2 separate regions of the Mus musculus genome follow, and region 1 is linked to region 2. Evidence: chromatin contacts called from public HiChIP or PLAC-seq data. All regions are on one chromosome and are shown on one strand. The core of a region is the stretch at or near the end of the contact, and the rest is flanking DNA. Distances in the headings are between cores, read along the strand shown. Region 1 overlaps Gm31108 (predicted gene, 31108). Region 2 has its middle 20 kb from the start of Aebp2.

Evidence for each region. HiChIP or PLAC-seq counts read pairs in DNA pulled down with a chosen protein or histone mark.
Region 1: a contact with region 2 is called in an H3K27ac HiChIP or PLAC-seq map of embryonic stem cells, with 7 times the contacts expected there. The contact joins two enhancer-like sites. A contact is called at or near these places in 1 of 39 promoter capture datasets (pre-B cells) and 4 of 115 datasets of contacts at active chromatin or transcription factors (all in embryonic stem cells).

Annotation. Positions count from the first base shown.
Region 1 is chr6:143,106,676-143,109,477 of GRCm38.p6, forward strand. Gm31108 (predicted gene, 31108) reads right to left here. Exons shown (of 9, transcript NR_153819.1): 9 at 2,539-2,687. Among named protein-coding and RNA genes, the nearest start is that of C2cd5, 7.9 kb to the left of the region's middle. Within about 2 kb of position 1,391, at least 26 of the 459 cell types and tissues checked have an H3K27ac peak or open chromatin away from gene starts, as enhancers often do. A contact at or near this core is called in embryonic stem cells, where this site is marked.
Region 2 is chr6:140,602,289-140,605,368 of GRCm38.p6, forward strand. No RefSeq gene overlaps it. Among named protein-coding and RNA genes, the nearest start is that of Aebp2, 20 kb to the right of the region's middle. Within about 2 kb of position 1,378, at least 21 of the 459 cell types and tissues checked have an H3K27ac peak or open chromatin away from gene starts, as enhancers often do. A contact at or near this core is called in embryonic stem cells, where this site is marked.

The DNA of each region.
Region 1 (2,802 bases), core at 141-2,640, 2.5 Mb after region 2:
CATCATCATCATCTGAGAATAATTGTGGCAGAACCCTCACATCAAAGGTAGAATTTGAAGGACAGAAATGCAGGGTGCAGGTATACAATATACCCCAGCGCTTCAGCACTCAGGGGGCTGAGGCAGGGGCATGTTGAGGTCCAGGTTCTTAAAAAGAGGACAGAATTTGAGCTAGACATTTTGAAAATATTGTATTTACTTGTCTGTATGTGTACTTGCATGAGTGTATGTGCACCATGTGTGTACATGTGCCCAGAGGGGCCAGAGGGGTCTGGATCGCCTGCACCTGAAGTTATAGGCACTTGTGAGCCATCCGTTGTTTCTGTTGGGAGACAGAGAGCAGTGCATGCCCTTAACCATTGAATTATCCCTCCAGCCTCTCAGCTGGACATTTTTGATATAATCAAAATCTGAACAAGGAAAATTCAGTTTAAATATAATCTAGAGTAAAATGGCCTAGACTAGAAACAACAAAGTTAATTTGGGCAGAATTGGGATTTGTGCAGAAAGTTGGTGACTTGGAAGGAAGAAAAGTAATGTCCGGAAAAATAACAGGACAGGCAGAACTGAGCGGGGGTGGTGGTGATTCAAGACAGAATCTAAGAAGGCAGTGGGGGTAGGGGACCTCTAGTAAGGTCGCAGTGTTTTACAGTGACCATCATGTGAGCTTTCAGGATAAACTGGAAACTGAAAACAAAAAGCAAAGTTAGTGCAAACACAACTGGGAAGGCTGAGAAGAAATCGTGGAGCTATCTTGTCCTCCGTGAAAATCAAACGGAGTTAAGCAGCGGCGGAGTGGTAAGAACGAGACAGTCGGAAAGCCAAGATGACTAGCCCAAGGCTGGCAACGTGGTTCAGTGGGCAGAGCGCTTGCTCTGGGATTGGTCCCTGGTGCCACGTAAACTGGACGCGGTGGTGCGCACCAGTAATCGCCACCCTCAGGAGGTACTGGCAGGAGGATCAGGAGTTCAAGGTAATCCTGTCTACACAGGAATCTCAAGGCCAAACTGAGCTACAGGAGGTCCTACTGACCCGCAGAAAGACACCAGAGCAAGGAGGCCTGCTTTGAACGCTTTGAACACATTGGGTTCCCTGAAGTTATCCAACCCTTCTGACTTGTCCTGACCACTTCAACACGTAGAAGGTGAAGCTCACGTGATGATGCTTCTGTGGGCTGGTTTGTCAGTTGCACAGCCTCCTGTCCCTTTGTTTTGCTGCCTGATGCTGAAGGTGTCTTCAAGTAGAACTTGCTTTCATTGTTGACCCAGAATCTGGACAGAGTCACTCCTTGCCTATGGGAAAACTCTGCTCATCCAAGTCCACTATGACCACATAGCCTCTGGGCTCAGCGCAATATGGGAGACTCCCTTCTCTGGCAGAGTTGCTCCTTCTCAGACCTCCTCGTGGTTCTAAGCCTCCATACTTCCCTCTGCCCGAGCAATGTCCCTTAGCCTCAACTAGTTTATAAGTGAAAAGGTCAGCTTAGGAACTTTGGGAAGGTCATGAAACCCTTGCCCCTCCGGAAGGGAGAGGCTAATTAACATTTCTCAGACCGCGAGGCGGGAACGACCTGCGGGTGGGGAACACGTTCCGCAGGACCGACTGTTGCCCACCTTCAGACAAGGGAAGTCCTTGTCGCCTCATTCCCTAAAGACCAATCAGTTTAAAGAGTGCACTGTTCCGCCAATTATTGTGCTTAGTTGCCAATGCTCTAGTCTGCCCCTGGAAACTACATAAAAACTTACATATGAAAACCCCAGTGCCTGGGAACCATAAGTTCCTCTTGCTTTTTGCATCAATTCCGGCTCCTCGTGGTTCACTCAGGAGTTTCCCCGGTAAGCTATCAGGATCAATTTCCTTTCTCCTGACAAAACCTTTTCAGTCAGCACCTGAGATTCCAGAAATGCTTCCCCACGCTAATGAGGTACGCCAGGTACCCTTAGCCCCCAGCCAATGCTCTTTGCCCATCCAGGATGTTCCTGCCCTCTGTCCCCCAAAACTTTATAAGCCTTCAATCACCTATTAAGGCAGATAACCGAATTGCTGATGATCCACGAGAGCAGGGAGACCCACCGGTGCCTTGCAAGGTTACCTTCTCCAACCATGGGGCCTAAAAGGGTATCCAATAGAGTTCTTCCTTTGCAATTTATTCAGGGTCTAGACTAAAACAAAATGACAGAAACACCTCATCACCCCCTCAGTTCTTGTTATGATACGTTTTAGATTTATTCTTATGTGTATGTTTTGCCTGCATGTATGTATGTATGTATGTATGTGCATCGTGTGTGTGTGTGTGTGTGTGTGTGTGTGTGTGTGTGCAATGCCCACAGAGGCCAGAGACCATCAGCTCCCCTGGAACTGTAGTTATAGGTACTTGTGAGCCACCACTTGGAGATTGGAAACAAAACCCAGGTGTTCCGCAACAAGAGTAGAATGCACTTTTCTTTGATATTTAAAACAGTTTAGGTGAACCTGACCTTGAGCTCCTGGTTTTTGTTTTGGTTTTTTTTTCCTTCCAAGTCCTAGGGCTACAGGTGTACACCATAATAATTATTTTTAATGTGTTGGTTGTTTTTCGCAGAGATGGGGATTAAAACCAAACCCTGACAGGCTGGGTAGGTGCTCTGTCTACGCTGTCCCGAGATGGCTTGCATTTTCTCTCTCCCTCTTCTTCCTTCCTTCCATTTCTGATTAGCATGCAAAAAAAAATGGGTTTTACTGTGATATTTTCATACACACACACACACACACCTACATGCATCTCAGTCACTATACTTCATCTTCTTTGCCTTCTCCCCAGCC
Region 2 (3,080 bases), core at 128-2,627:
CTACAGTAGGCCGAAAGCATAAGGCTCTATGCTCTCAGGAATAGGTACAAGCTTAGAAAGCCCAGCAGGAATGGTGGTGCAAATTCCAGCTCTGAGGAGGGAAGCAAGTCAGAGCCACGAAGAAATTGTAAATGAATTGTGTTATGTGGAGGAGGAGCTCAGACCATGCCATCATCCCATCTGCTGGCGTTACCTAAATCTTTGTTTGCTTGTTTTGTTTTTTGAGACAGGGTTTCTCTGTGTAGCCCTGGCTATCCCTGGAACTCACTCTGTACACCAGGCTGTCCTTGAACTCAGAAGTCCGCCTGCCTCTAACTCCCATGCTCCACCACTGCCCGTACCTAAATCTTTTTAGATAGTAGAAATTGAACCAGAAGATGGTAGTTTATGTCTTTAATCCCAGCACTGGGGAGGCAGAGGCAGGAGGATCTCATGTGAGTTCGAGGCCAGCCTCATCTACAGAGATAGTTTCAGAACAGCCAGGGTCACACACACACACACACACACACACACACACACACACACACACACACAAAAACTGTCTCCTGTCTCAAGCTTAAGAAAGAGGAAAGAGGAGGAAGGAGGACGAAGGGAGAGGCAGAGGAGGAAGAAGGAGAAGGAAGAGCAAAATAAAAACAGGTTAATATCCAGCCACTTAGATTGTCTTCTAAGTCTCAAAATAAACGAATGTGTCTGGAAGTTGAGGGGCACCCCAACCTCTACAGTTCCAGGGTTAGGAAACCACAGGGCCAGCGGAAGTTTCTCAGAGTTCTCCACTGATTGAGTGGTAGGTCAGTGGAGAAGGAAAGGCATTTCAGAATGTCTTTCCCATTTTCACACGCACACACACACACACACACACACACACACACACACACACACACACACAGGTTATGAATATGTAGAACGCCCGGGTTCTGTCTTACAGAGATTCCGATGTCTTTTAGGTAAACTATTGAAAAAACTGTTTCCTGTTTCTCTTCCCTCCTTCCATCCCCTGCGTTCTAGGAATTGAACTCCCATCATCAGACTTGATGGCTGATGCCTTTACAGACTGAGCTATCTTGATGGCATTTGGGGGGTGGGGAAGAGTGGCACGTGAATGGAGAGGTCAAAGGGCAACCTGTCGGTTCCCAGGCTTCACCCACTGGGCCATTTAAGGGGCTCTTGTGTTTCTTTTTTAATGTTAATCTTTCATTCCCATTTTAGCCTGAGCAGACCCCCAGGAGCGGCTTAATAAAAGGGAGATTAGCTCCTGCGGGAAGAATGCTGGCATTGACAAAACCTTGGCTTTCTGTTGCTTGTTACTATGTCTCAGGTAGAGGAGAGGATAATGGGCTGGCTGCGTTTCTAAAGAGAGCCTGGCCAAAGCCACTTTCTCTAACAAACTCTGTAGCCCTCAGGGGCTCCACCCTGCCTGACATACTCCATGCACGAACCTGGCTCTCTCTGTTGCCTGCTGGATCTTGCCTGCAAGGATGACAAATTATCCATTTGTGAAGCTCAGCCTTGCAGACAGGCTGAACGGGAGAGCTTTCAGCTGGAGGGACTGCTCTGGGATGGTGCATGGTAGCCCACACCCACAGTCCCATGCTTCAGAAGGAGGAAAAGGAAAGCTAAGAGTTGGCCTAGCCCAGAGGAGAGACTATGTGGACCCACAAGCACACATACATACATACACACACACACACACACACACACACACACACACACACACTTGGGGGTGGGGAATAGCTTTCCAGAATCGGCTGGCAGGACTTTTGGGTTACACCTTGGCTCTAAAACTCCAAATACCCCTCACTTCCCAGCAGCCATCTAACACAGACAAAGACTTATTAACTGGACATGGGCTCCGTTGTAATCATAAAAAGAGAAAGAAATATAAGAATATGTTCTATGGGAGTCGGGGGGTATGGGGGAAAGGAGTGCCTCACTGGCCCATGACAAGGCATCCTTTCCCCTGAGGGACCAGCCACAAGATGATACAGTATAGAATAGTTTATTCAGGGCATGGGGAGGGGACATAAGAGGGTAGTAGAGGCAGAGAAAGGCAGAGAGAAGGAGAGAGTAGAGAAGTAGAGGCCGGCCATGACCAGGTGGAGAGAGGGGGAAGGGAATGATGAGAGGGGGAGCAAGGGGGGCAAGAGGCAAGAAAGCAAGAGTAAGAGAGAGAGAAGAGGCAAGCAACCCCTTTTATAGTAGACCAGGCCTACCTGGATGTTGCCAGGTAACTGAGGGAGTGGAGTCCAGACAGAATACCAAGGGACTCAGAGCCATGGAGAAAACAGATAACTTGCTTGTCCCAATGTGTATTTCATTTAAAACATGTATGTAAGCGTGTCTGTGCCACATGTGTGCAGGCACCTACAAGATCCAGAAGAGGACATCAGATCCACTAGAGACTGGTGTTCCAGGTATCATTCTGTGCTTGACATGGGTGCTAGGATCCAAAATCCAGCCCTCCAAGAGAGCACTGAGGGCTTTTAAAACCTCAGGGCCACCTCATCAGCTCCTCACTTACACGTTTAGATATAAAAAAAGATGGCTCACTCGTCTAATCCTAGAGCCCAGGAAACTAAATCAGAAGCTTCGTCCCAAGTTTCAGGCCAATCTGGGCTACAGTGTGAGCTCCTGTCTCAAGCAGATACAATTTACAAGCAAAAGCAGGCAATGGCAGGTCCCTCCGTCCCCAGCATTCAGGAGGGACACAGAGGGCTTTATTAGCCCGCAACCCAGAGCAGGCTCTTCCCTTGGCACTGAAGCACAGGAGTAGAACATTTAAAAGGCGGAAGCCACAATGGGATTGTTGTTAGCTGGGTGTTAGGGGAACCTAGTGACATTTGGCTATGCATTCAGTAGATCTTTCAGTTATGCATTCAAGCCATGGTCGGGCACAGCAAGTCCAGCATGTATCGCCAAGGCAGACCTGACTGTTCAGGGACTAGGGGCTAAAAAAACACCTGAATAGGGCTGGAGAGATGGCCCAGCGGTTAAGAGCACTGACTGCTCTTCCGAAGGTCCTGAAGGTCCTGAGTTCAAATCCCAGCAACCACATGGTGGCTCACAACCATCCTTAATGA